2 separate regions of the Mus musculus genome follow, and region 2 is linked to region 1. The links are chromatin contacts, called in public HiChIP or PLAC-seq maps. All regions are on one chromosome and are shown on one strand. Each heading gives the region's core, a stretch centred on a gene start, on an enhancer-like site or on the middle of the called end of the contact. The rest is flanking DNA. Distances are from core to core; before and after follow the strand shown. Region 1 holds the start of AI506816 (expressed sequence AI506816). Region 2 overlaps Pus7 (pseudouridylate synthase 7).

Region 1 (6,497 bases), core at 2,392-4,891:
TTTCGCTTTATCTGAGTACCATCTGTTCTTGGCCCTGAGCCGGGGCCCAGGTGCTTGACCACAGATATCCTGTTTGGCCTCTGTCTCAGTATTATTCAGCCTTATTTTTTTTAACTAAACTTCCTTGTAACTTTTGAGAACTCAGCTCTGGTACTTTTTCATGCCTTGCAAAATGGCGTTACTGCAGCTAGCTTGCTAAGCCTTATGGTGGGGTCTTTCACCAGTTGGATGAAGATCTGGTGAGACTGTGGCCACCACCTCACCCCCACCAGACCATAGTTGTCAAGTTTACTCTGCTCATGCCTGGGAGCGCCACAGCGCATCATCGTGGACAATGTAAAGCTCTTTCACTCCATATATTCAAGACTTTTACTTAGAATTATGAATTCTCTGAAAACATTAACTTTTTGCTTCATTTGCCTCATTTCTCTACAGAGCATTTGAACATAATGAGGCATCAACATGGTAGTTTAAATCACATAGGCTATTTGCTCAATCCAGCTACAGCTAGAGTACACATGGTGGGTATTAAGCCAGGACACCAAATGGATCCGACCATACAACTCACTCTTCTGGGAGGACTAGATCTCTCAACTATGTGTTGGACAATTCTGAGTTGCCAAAGCTTAGGGCTCAGCAATTAGGAGCCCTGGCTGCCTGCTCTTCTTGGAGTTAGGTTCAATTCCTAGCAACCAAGTGTAACTCCAATTCCAGGGGGATTTGATGCCCTCTTCTGGACTCCACAGGCACTGCACACACATGGTACAGACATGCAGGCAAAACATATAAAAGTTTTATAAATAAAACTAAAATTTTCAAAAAAATTTCTTGATGCCCTCTTCTGGCCTCCATGGGCACTGCACACATATGGAACAGACATGCAGGCAAAACATAAAAGTAAAGATTTTATAAATAAAGCCAAATTTTTCAAAAGATCTCTCATGTTAATATTGTGGCATGTTTCAGAGTAGGGCTGACACATAGAAAACCAAATAATGGAATTTAGTTCGACAGACACAAAATTCTCATGTTCTCTATATGCAATGAGAATGCCTCAAAATTCATCCGTTCCTGCTATGAAGGGGACAAAGTAACCTAAAACCTTGACTCTAGGGCTGGAGAGACGGCTCAGTGGTTAAGAGCACTGACTGCTCTTCCGAAGATCCTGAGTTCAAATCCCAGCAACCACATGGAGGCTCACAACCATCCTTAATGACATCTGACACCCTCTCCTAGTGTGTCTGAAGACAGTTACAGTGTACTTACATATAAAAATAGTAAATAAATATTTTTAAAAAAACACATAAAAAAAAATCTTGACTCTACACACAGATGCCTACCTTCTCTTCTGGAAGTCGGACCAGTTCACCTCAAGCTCCAGAGCTGCATAAGAGATGTCACAGAGATGATTAGACCGGCAACAATGAGATAATTAAGAAACACACCCATGTGTAGACTATGTTGATATTAACTATCTTTTTGTATAAACAGAACCCTTAATGTACTACCCAGAAATGTTTGAACACAATTGTTATTTTATTTGTTTTTTTTGAGAGAGGGTTTCTCTGTGTAGCCCTGCCTGTACTGGAGCTCACTTTGTAGTCCAGGCTGGCCTTAAACTCAGAATCCACCTGCCTCTGCCTCCCAAGTTCTGGGATTAAAGGCGCGCGCCACCATACCCGGCTTGAACACAATTTTTAAGTGCAAAGCCATATTTCCCTCTAAGTATTAAACATTCACCAACGCTCCCATTTATTACATTTATTATTTTGAGTGTGCACACACGTGTGCTAGCACACACATGAAGGTGCAAGAATAACTCTAGAGGGCTGGCTCTCTCTCCACCAGGTCCCAGAATCAAAGGTAACGGGCTTGGCACTGCTAAGCCCTCTCACTCCATTCTCCAAACCCTCATCTACTTTAAAAAGACATGGGGTGACTGCATTAAATTCCTGCCTGTTCTGTTGGCCTCAGGTAAATCCTTTAACCCATCACAGCAGCGTATCCTGTCAGGTTAGAGTTCTCATCCTTGGCCAAGAACTGTTCCTGGAATTATGCCTGGAAAGCCAAACTTGCCATCTAACACATACCTTGAATTCATGATCATCCTGGACACAGCACTCATCTGCTCAAAAGAAAAAAGAACCAGCACTGTTACAAGCAGCAGCCACAGCTTCCTTCAGAAAGGACCTTCCTGGTGGCTCCTAGCTGCATCTGATGATGGAAGGCCTGCCTCTGACTAGCATTTATTCCTGCACAGAGCTCTGATCTTCATACTGCTGACAGCTGGAGTCCATTTTATTGCCTCTGGGCCATCTTTCCCACTGTTTCCACCCCAGAAGCCAAAAACTCTTAATGTTTAGAGGCAAATAGTACTGCAGGTAATAGCGGTACTCTTCCTTTAAGAAAGTGAAACATTGTCTCTGATTTCAAAACCAGAAGCAGCATCAGATGTGTCTCCTGAGCCTGAATGAGGAAGGGAAAAATAATTCCTCACCTTAGAAGCTGGCTCATGCTGCCCTTCACTCTCGAAGGGGCTCAGCAGAACCCTAACCTCTAACGGAAAGAAAACTACCTCGCAGGGAACTTGTTTACAAGAGCCCACAAGCCTATTCTTCCTCTAAAATGCCCTTTACCAGGTACAGTGGCTTATGTCCATAAATGCCAATACTTAGGGTCCTAGAGCACAAATATTCTCTGGGCCAGCATGACAATCTGTCTCAATAATCAAATAATCTTTTAAAAAGATTTATTTCTTCTATATGAGTGCACTGTTGCTATCTCCAGACAACACCAGAAGAGGGCATCAGATCTCATTACAGATGGTTGTGAGCCACCATGTGGTTGCTGAGAATTTAACTCGGGAACTCTAGAAGAGCTGTCAGTACTCTGAGTCATCTCTCCAACCCTGATATTTACGTTTAATTGGTGTCTCAACCAGCCACCTCTTAAACAGGGAGGACTCCAGGGTGCTCGCTGAACACCTATACCCGGTCTTAGGAATTCCAATTCACGATTCCTAAATCATGGTTTAGAGGTTGCCTTGCTTAAGTGCTAATCCAGTCGCTCAGATTTCTCCCAGGACCCAAAACCCAGACAGGCTGGGTCTGTGTCAGCAGTAGGGTAATCCAGGTCCTTTAGGCAGAGGTCCCTGCTGGACTCGCTTGCAGGTATCCGCCTGAATATACCCTCAAACCTTAAAACAAACGAGCACAAAACAAAAAGCCCAGCCTCTGTGCCAAGCGGCATTTAAAGGACACGTGCGGCGGCGAGGACGCGCTTGAGTGGGCGAAATTACCCCTGTCCTTGCTGACACTGGGATTATCCTGCCTCCTGTTACTTTCCGAGCTCTGATCTCATTCGCTTCCTAAATAGGCGATGTCCCTGTCATCCGAGTCTTGGGCGGGCGGGAAGCCCCGAGTGTGCCCAGGACCCGGGCCGTCCGGACGCCGCGCCTCCACCTGGGAGGGGACAAATCCGGGCAGCGCAAGGCCGATCTCCTGTCCCACACAGAAGGGACGCGTATGGGCAGGGACCCGCGCCACGGGCGAGCGCCGTGAAAATCTCCGAGGCCACGTGGCGTGGTCCTGGGACTCGCAATGGTGAGAGTACTTACCAGGAGCGCGCCGCGGCGGAAGAGCAGGGCGCCAGGGCGGGACCGAGTTTAAAACCGACCGGACATTGAGCACCGGGGCTCAGCCAACCAGAGTGGCCCAGCGCCCCTCCTGCCCGCCCCTTCCCCCGTTCCCGCCTGACTCCAGCGCCGGCCCTAGCGTGTCCCCTGGCGGCACCAGAGCCTCCCAGCCTGCCCCTACCCCAGGGCAGCGGTACCACTCACTGGCCTGACTGTGGAATATGTCACCTCTCTGAAGGTTAGAGGAGCATCTTGGAGCCACATCACTTGGGGATTTCTTTTTCTTCTCCCCGTGCTTCTCAGTCATATATTGAATTTGGTACTTTTAATTGACCCACATCCTTTTGTGCTTATTTTTATTTGAAGACCCATATGTAACGAAATTTCCTCCTCTTAAGAAAACTGAGACATCATGGAGAGTGGAGTGGACTCTCTTAAGAGGGGCTGGTACAAGGAGAGGACCCCATGCCTAAAAATCCCACTACTGGCTGTGCATTTTCACCCAGGAGGCACCTGTGCCTGTCAGAATCAGGCTGGGATATTTTGGGGTTTGTCTTGTTTTTTTGTTTGTTTGGTTTTGGTTTGTTTTATCCCTCCCCCCCCCCCCATAGTGTTTCTCCATGAAGCCCTGGCTGTCCTAGCACTCCCTCTTTGACCAGGCTGGGCTCGAACTCTCAGATCCACTTGCCTCTGCCTCCCCAGTGCTGGGGTTAAAGGCATGAGCCACCACCCTGTAAGGTGGACCCTCTTTACTAAAAGCAACTGTCCTTCTAACAAAGGAAGACATAAACCGATAATGAGTGACAAAGGAGAAGGGAGAGAAGCGACTACATGGCCAGGAGTGCCCAGGATTGTGACCACTGTGTGGGAAGACACAGGAAAGATCCCTTCAGTGGTGTTCAGAAGCAGTTGGTTCAGCTGATACCTTGATTTTGGACTTCTGGCTGCCAGCGCTGATCTGGCGATTCCGTGGAAGCCATTAAGGGCTTTGTTAAGGCAGCCCAGGAACCTAGCATAATGACTGACAAGAAGGGATTGAGTCCTCCCAGTGGTTAAGGCTAGCATCTCCTAAGGACTTGCACACAGTAGCTCAGTAGCTGTCGAATTACTCAGGTGGTGAGGGATGTCATGGTGAACATCTTAGTCATGATGCCTGAGTTTAGGGACTTTTTTGCTAGACATTTATAAACTCATGAGGCAAACCAATGTTCCCATCACCCGAAGAGTTTACATTCTCTTCTAAAGCAGGAGTTCTCCAGAGAGAGAACAAAGGGGAGGAGTTAAGAGTGGGAGGCAGGAAATCACACAATCCCATGCCTTCCTCTAGGGTGGTCTACAAGCCAAAGAAACATTGTGGGGCCACACCCAGGATCCTCTGCCCTAATTTGTTTTTTTAAAAAGATTTCTTTATTTATTTTATGTAAGTACACTGTAGCTGTCTTCAGACACCAGAAGAGGGCGTCAAATCTCATTCCAGATGGTTGTGAGCCACCATGTGGTTGCTGGGGTTTGAACTCAGGACCTACAGAAGAGGAGTCAGTGCTCTTAACCACTGAACCATCTGTCCAGCCCTCTGCCCTACTTTTACAAATATTTTCTTTTACCCACAATTTGTCCCTGGAATTTTGAAATTTAAGGTGTTCTACTAAATGGAGTTGAGACCATTTGAGTTAGAAGGATAGAATTTGTGTTTTGTGCTGAATACTATGACTAGTGTTGGAGGTGTGTGGGGGTCATTTTTCCATTGTTGTATGAAAACCACCATGGCCAAGATACCTTACAGAAGAGCTTGTGTGGACTTAGTCCCTGAATCCATGTTGGCAGAGTTAAGGCATGGCAGGAGGAACAGGAAGCTGAGAGCTCACACCTTGAGCTGGAAGCACAAAGTAGAGAGAGATTTAGGAATCACAAAGTCTTTAGACTCTTAAAACCCATCTCTAGAGCCAACTTCCTCCAAGGCCTCCCAAATAGTGCCACTGTGTGGGTACCAAGCATTCCAGTGCCTGAGACTATGAGAGACATCCCTCAGTCAAGCCCAAACCCAGTGTTTCCCCATGGAAGCAAGCTGGACCTGAGGCTGTCCAAAGCAGAGTTGTCCTAAGGGGCCAGTGAGCACCTGAGAAGAATTTCCTTCTTTAGTGAGAGCCAAAAATTCTGCCCAGAGTCTGGAGTAGATTTGAATAAAGGTAGATGTCACTGTGTTCTGGATGCCTGTGACCCAGGGCAGTCTGAAGACCAAGGCCAACCTGGTTGGATAGCAAGATCTTGCTCACCTCACAGAAGAAGAAATGGCACCAAGGAATAATACTCTGTCATGTATATGCATAGCAGTGATTCTCAACCTTCCTAATGCTGACCCTTTAATACAGTTCCTCATGTTGTGGTGACCCCCCAACCATAAAATTATTTTCCAGCTAAATTTCACCTGTGCTAGTGCTATGAATGGTAACGTAGATGTCTGATACACAGTAACTGAGCATTCATGCCCTAGAACCCAGCAATTTTTGTTGCTGAGTGAACTATGTGTACTGCAGGAATTCCAGGGCATTAGCAGTGTTCCGCGCTGTTAGGATTAGGGACGGTCTATCCCCAGCTCCACACTCTGCTAGATCACGTTCTGGGCTCCGGCTGAGGATTTCCTCATCGCCTTCCAGAGAAGAATTCAGTAAGATTCTGCATTGATGTAAAATTGTTGATGAGGATCTAAGATAGTCCACAACCCTTCATTCTCTCTCTGTCTCTCACTGGGAACCCAGGGAAGGCTGCCTTTCATGGGGGAGGAAGAAGCAGGATAAGAGAACAGAGTGAGAACAGAAAGCAAAAGCAGGCATTATTTATTTTTAAGTGGTCACCCCAGTTGGGT
Region 2 (6,497 bases), core at 2,401-4,900, 44 kb after region 1:
AGAGGCAGTATCCAAATTAATAAAATCAGAAATGAAAAGGGAGACACAACAATGAAATACATGTTAAAATAATTATTCTGTTTGTTGAATATTAACTGTTGAAAATATTAAAATCATGTTCTACAAATACCATGGAAATATTATTGATAATCTTTCTCACTGTGCTTGAAATTAGCATTTTCTTAATGTTTAACTTCAAAGAGATTTTGCTATTTTGAAAACTTTAAAATATACTTACTGATAAAATAATTTCTTTCCTAGAAACACTGATAAACTGATTGTTAGACAATGTACACAGATATATAGTGCATTTTAAATACTCTCTCACTATGTCAGGTGGTATCACATAAGGGCTTCTGAACATATTTCTTAATGATCCATTTTTAATATTTCATGCTCTTTTACTATGCTTAACTCACCAAGAATATTTTGTATGTTTTGAAACAATTTAGTATTCAACATTAGATATAGGATCCTCAGTTACAGATAGTATTAAATATTCATTAATGATATTTTAGGGTATGAAAGGTATATATATATATATATATATACATATATATATATATATAGGTTGAAACATTTTTATGTATTATTTGATTCTTAAAATACTCAATATTATTAATATGTTTGATGTATAGAATGCATTTATGAGGACAATCTTTTGTTTTGGTTTGGTTTTTTCGAGATAGGGTTTCTCTGTATAGCTCTGGCTGTCCTGGAACTCACTTTGTAGACCAGGCTGGCCTCGAACTCAGAAATCTTCCTGCCTCTACCTCCTGTCTCTGTGTAGCCTTGGCTGTCCTGGAATTTGCTTTTGTATACCAGGCTGGCCTCAAACTCAGAGGTTGCACTGCCTGTGTGCTTTAATCCTTACTGCTGGGATAAAGGCATGCACCTCTGTCCTCTAGCTTGTTTTCATCAGTACCAATTATCAGAGCGTGAAGCCCATGTGCAGCATCTACCACCGTGCTGTTCCCAAACTCCTTCCCTGTGTCCAGATCCATTCATCCACTCACTCCCTCACTCTGCACACTCTTGCCCTGGCCAGCCAGCACTCCATGTAGACCAGGTTGACCTTGAAGCAGTGTGATCGCCTGCCTCTGCCTCCTGAGTGCTGGAATTACATACATATGCAACCATGCCTAATCACAAACTGAAGCATCCACCAAAGCAAGCTCTAATCTTCCTATGAATGTGTCCATTCTAGGCACCTCATACAAATCAAAGCACATTTTTTAAAAGATTTATTTATATTATGTATATGAGTAAATTATAGCTGTCTTTAGACACACCAGAAGAGGGCGTCAGATCTCATTATGGGTGGCTGTGAGCCACCATGTGGTTGCTGGGATTTGAACACAGGACCATTGGATGAGCAGTCAGTGCTCTTAACCTCTGAGCCATCTCTCCAGCCCCCAATAGTAGGCTCTTTATCTTTCAGTCAGTAACTGAAGGACACAGTGTTTCTGAAGGCTATGGGAATCTTTTTAGGGAGGGACAAAGACCATTTATCAGGAAAAATACTACACAGTATCTATTCCTCATGCCTACAGGCCTTGCTCTCCTAGCCTTTCTATCTGACGCAGGTACCCTGTACCCAATTGTGACATGTGCAGACTCCTGGAGCCCTGCTACCAGCCCCGGCTCTGCACCCCCCCCCCGCCCCTGCCCAGCCCCAGCCCCGGCTCTGCACCCCCCCCCCGCCCCTGCCCAGCCCCAGCCCAGGCTCTGCACCACCCCCACCCCACCTCCCTGCACTGCACTCCCACTGTGGCACTTTACCTGAGAACAACAGTGAAGTGGTTTCCTTGGAGCGCTCCTAACTTCAGAGGGGTTTTCTGATAGCTGAAATTCCCGAGCTTCAAGTTCATCAGGCACTTATTGAGGTGGGCAAGTCTTTGTGCACTTATTCTTTAAAGAAAAAAGGAGCAGAGGAAGGACCATGAGTCCCGACAGAAGACAAGGGCACACCAGGGCTGTGACTGCAAGGAGGCCACAGGAGGTAGCTAGATGCAGTTTTCCTTTCCCCCTGGATTATTCCTGTGCGTAACAGTACTAGAATGATGGGACTTTACCACCAAGGAGAAGACATAAGAGAGTGGCGGTGTCTACTCGGTGTCTACCCTCCGTGGGCAGGAGGTGGCAAAGCTGCTGATGCTTGCTGGCAGACAGCAGTCCACATAACTGTAAAGAATGGTCTCTAACACATAAGAAGATTAGCCACAATTGGGCCAGTAAGAAAAATACTGCAAACTCTGGACCACAACACAACCTTGGAAACACAAAAACACAGAGAAGAAAGACTTCATTGGTTCATCCCTGAAAAAGGCCCAGACCCCTGCATTTCCTCATTCCCTTAAACGCACACTGAAGATGTGTGGAGCTAGATTCAGAACCCGGTACCCTGCTGTTTCATAGACGTGTTTCCCATACTGTTGGAACTGTCTCATTAGAAAGTCTTTTGCCTTCCTCGACAGGACATCTGCAGAAAAGCAAACACAAAATCTTTCTTTACACCATAACCCTCCCCACTCACTGCTGTTAACAGTTTTTTCTTTGAAAGACTGAATTTTTATTTATGTGTGTGCATGAGTATGCATGTGTGCGTGCATGTGTGTGTATACATGTGAATAATTACAGGTCTCTCCAGAGGTCAGCCGTTGGCTATCCCTAGAGCCAGAGTTACAGGAGGCCATAGCTGCCTAGTGTGGTGCTAGGAACCAAACTCAGGTCCACTAGAAGAGCAGCAGACATAAATAACAAAAGATGTTTATCTCAGAGGGCTTCATGTTCTTGATATATAAAATTTTTGAAAATGCTAAACTTTGTATTTTTATTAAAAAAAAAATATATAATGGAGGCTGAGGAGACGCTCAGTGGTTGAGAGAACTTGCTGTTCTTACAGAGGACCTGGGTTTGATTCCCAGCACCCAACACACAACTCCAGTTCCAGACCCAACATCCTCCTCTGACATCCACAGGCACCACGCCTGCGCATATGGTATACACACAGACAAAACACTCACACTTAGATCAACAAAACAAAAGAGGCAAGGCCAAAAGCCCCTGTGCGGGCTATAGGGAGGTCTTCCTGGTCAGCCGCAGGTCAGCCAAGGTTAAAGTGAGATCCTGCCTAAAGACAGACAAACAGCACCCAAAACCTCAAAATACAATACACAGATGAAAGGTGTCAGCCATTGCTTTCCCGCCCCATGCCTGTCCCGTGACATCACCATCCCCAAAGGCGTCCATTCGTGTCGTTGGATTAACCTGAATACAAATGGAATCCTTAGGTCCATCTAGGCTCTAAGAATCCAGTTTTATTTATCTATTAGTTGTCTTTAAGATTCTCTGATTTGTATCATGGAGTAATTGTTTCCTATTTTCAATGATTAGAAACAATGCAACAAACACACCATGGTGCCCAAGAGCATGGTGTTAATTTTTCCATGTCCATGTCTCCTCTGAAGTGACAGCTACTCTGTCAAGCAGCAGAGACAAGGGGGTGAGCCTGGCTTGAGTCTGTCAGTGGCTTCCAGTATAGTTATGTCTGTGCGCACTCGCGTACACTTATGTTTCCGTGTGAGGACATTTGTGTATATGTGTTTATGAACAGAGGACTGTGGAAGCACTGGGGGTGTGGCTTCACCCCCACGCATCTGTTCATGGACCCATTCAACAGGCCTTTCCAGTTTTAACACAAGGGGGAACTAATGGGGCCACTCTGCTCTACTCCTTGGCCAAAGTAAATACATTAAAAAAGAAAATGAAACTACGTACATTTTAGAATTCACCTTCACAGGGCTGAAGAGTACTTGCTGGATCTCAGGCACCCACACCAGGCCACTGACAAACACCCGTGACTCTAGCTCTAGGGGATGCGATGCCCTCTTCTGGCCACTGAAGGTACCCCACACAGGGCACACACACAAATTAAAAATAAAGCTTGAAAAATTCGCCTGGGGGTGGAGAGATGGCCAATGGCTAAGAACATTTGTTGCTCTTGCAGGAGACCCAGGTTTGATTCTCAGCACTCACACAGTGGCTCACAACCATCTGTATTTCATTTCCAGAAGATGTGACCCCTATTCTGACTTCCATGGGCACCAGGCATACAGTGCACATACGTAGAAGTTAATAAACTGTTCACACACATACAAATAACATACATCTTTTTAAAAAAATCATCTATATAATATCCGAGCTCCTGGAATTTATGTTATTTCAGTGCTAGGAATTGAGCTTAGGGCTTCATACATGCTAGGCAAACATTCTATCCTTAAACTCTCAGCTCTCCTGGAATTCTTTAGCAAAATTGCCCTACTACTCCCTGAAGACACTCAGTGAACCACACCTCCAGAGCTTCCATGGTTCTGTGCTCACAGACATGGATAATGCAGAAATGTGCATGCATGTGCGCGCACACACACACATACATATATACACACACACACACACTCTCATATGTACATATGTACTAGGCACCAGCCTGTTTGTTTCCTTGCTTGCTATGTAAGGAAGCTCCTTAGTGCTCCATCTCCCTTTCTCACTTTTGTTCACTGTCAGGTATTCAGCCTTACTAAGTTACAAAAAAAAAAAAAAAAAAAGTTGCTGCACTAATAGAAAACGTAGGAAGATGGCCATCCAAGTCAGGAAATGGGTGAAACTGGAACACCCAGTTCCCCTCTGCCCCGTGAAGCAGTCGGGCCTCACACAAACCAGGGCGAGCTTGAGCAGGTGTGTTCCAGGCCCTTGAATCAAGATGTGCAGGGAGGATGCTCAAAGTCGACAAGGACCTACAAAAGCAGGGGGTCAGCACAAACAGATTGCGGACCAACTGATGGAGCTCTGTAGTCAGCAGACACTGCTGGAGAAAGGACGGGGTTTCAGAGCAGAAACAGAAAAAAAAAAAAACAAATAAAATAAAACTAAGCAAAAGCAAAAGATAGGGGCCAAAAGAACCAAGTTATCAGCCTGGCTGCCCGTGACCCTGGACGGCAGCTTTGACCCTGGACGACGGCATCTTACGAGTGCCAGGACAGAGCCTGATGGCTGATTTTTTCTTCTTTCTTTTGTAACACAGGGTCTCACTATACATACAGTCTTGCTGGTCTAGAACTCACTACGTAGACCAGGCTGGTCTCAGAGATCTGCCTGCCTCTGCCTCCTGAGAGTGAGTGTTTAAAGGCGAGTGCCCAGCTTTGTCCTTTTTAAAAAACATTAAACAGCCTGCTTGCTGTTTTCAGCATGGACTCACAATGTGTGCAGTGTGTCTCCACCACCTGAGAAAGAAATCCCAGCCAGGCAGCAACGGCTCCACAGCCTCTAATGGTCCCTGCAGCCCCTGTGATGGGCAATTTGCTTTTTATGTACACACTTCCCCATAAATGGAAAAGAAATCAGTGTTTTTTAAAAATGTCTGACTTAGTGTAATTTTTTGTTGTTTTTAAATGCCAGGGTCATCCTGTGTAGCCCGGGCTGGCTTCAAACTTGCGATTTCCCAGCTTCACTCCGTAGAACGGCAGAATTACTGGCCTGTGACAACATCCCCAACAATGCAACAATCTTAAGCTCATTACAATGTAGGATATACTGGTATTTCACATTTTTTAAAAGCCGAATAACATCCTCTTCCCCAATACATAATGGACAGCCACCTCTGCATCCATGTGTGCAGCAAAGCCCAGAGCTGTATTTAGTTCTTAAAGGGAAAGGTGCTCATTGTTAACACTGTCCACCCACTCTGGGGAATTCATGTGTGACAAGCCTGTTTTTAAGTAGTAAGGGCCAACAAACCAACCTGCCACACAGAAGCCTTTAGTAAAACAGAGAAATACTGGCCCAAGCTCAGATGGGAACTGGCAGGAAACGAAGCGAGTCGCTCTGAGTTAAGGCAGTTTGAGATTACGAAGTAGATCAAAGCTGCAAGAATCTGGAAAGAGAAGTTGCTTTTCCCAGGACTGATCAGCCCGGCAATAATTAAAATCCCTGTGTGGCAGCATAGGTCCATTCTGCTCACCATTCCTCAGGGGAAAGGCCAGCTCACCCACCATGTGGATCCCTCAAGCAAATGCAGGCTGCAGCCTATATCCTTGAGATAAGTGCAATGTGCTTTCAAGAGGCCAGCATTTAGACTGCAGCTCCTCCCAAAATCAACAGGAAAATGAAAACAGGCTCCATGGGGACAAGGCAATACACTGATCAAGCCTGACACCTGCTGGCCGAGGAAGACAGCCCAGTGCCTCAGTTTAAATTAATTTTTTTTTTCTCAAGACAAGGTTTCTTTGTGTATCCCTGGCTGTACTGGAACTTGCTCTGTGGACCAGGCTGGCCTTGAATTTATAGAGATCTGCCTGCCTCTGCCTCCCAGGTGCTGGGATTAAAGGCACCTTGTTTTTAAGTTATTATATTTTTAATCCCCAAATTAGCAACTCCTCTCCTCTGCCCCCATTCCAAACAAAGCAGCATCTTCATGTTTACTCAGTGATGGGATGGAG

The links. HiChIP or PLAC-seq counts read pairs in DNA pulled down with a chosen protein or histone mark.
Region 2: an H3K4me3 HiChIP or PLAC-seq map of embryonic stem cells shows a contact between it and region 1, with 45 read pairs. The contact joins the enhancer-like site here to the promoter of AI506816 in region 1. A contact is called at or near these places in 1 of 39 promoter capture datasets (the C10 cell line), 4 of 15 datasets of contacts at CTCF or cohesin (CD8 T cells, the NIH/3T3 cell line, large pre-B cells and 1 more), 20 of 484 Hi-C or Micro-C datasets (B cells, the C2C12 cell line, ECoMG myeloid progenitors and 11 more), 11 of 115 datasets of contacts at active chromatin or transcription factors (CD8 T cells, the HPC-7 cell line, the SCID.adh cell line and 4 more) and 3 of 9 other capture datasets (adipose tissue, liver and pancreatic islet).

Annotation. Positions count from the first base shown.
Region 1 is chr5:23,709,026-23,715,522 of GRCm38.p6, forward strand. AI506816 (expressed sequence AI506816) reads right to left here and starts at 3,642. Exons shown (of 5, transcript NR_015554.2): 1 at 3,617-3,642; 2 at 2,091-2,125; 3 at 1,341-1,383. It overlaps Gm50451 (a small nucleolar RNA gene), which reads right to left and starts at 2,036; the gene lies at 1,966-2,036.
Region 2 is chr5:23,752,676-23,759,172 of GRCm38.p6, forward strand. Pus7 (pseudouridylate synthase 7) reads right to left here. Exons shown (of 16, transcript NM_178403.5): 8 at 1,783-1,911. Among named protein-coding and RNA genes, the nearest start is that of Pus7, 28 kb to the right of the region's middle. Within about 2 kb of position 3,651, at least 7 of the 459 cell types and tissues checked have an H3K27ac peak or open chromatin away from gene starts, as enhancers often do. A contact at or near this core is called in embryonic stem cells and trophoblast stem cells, where this site is marked.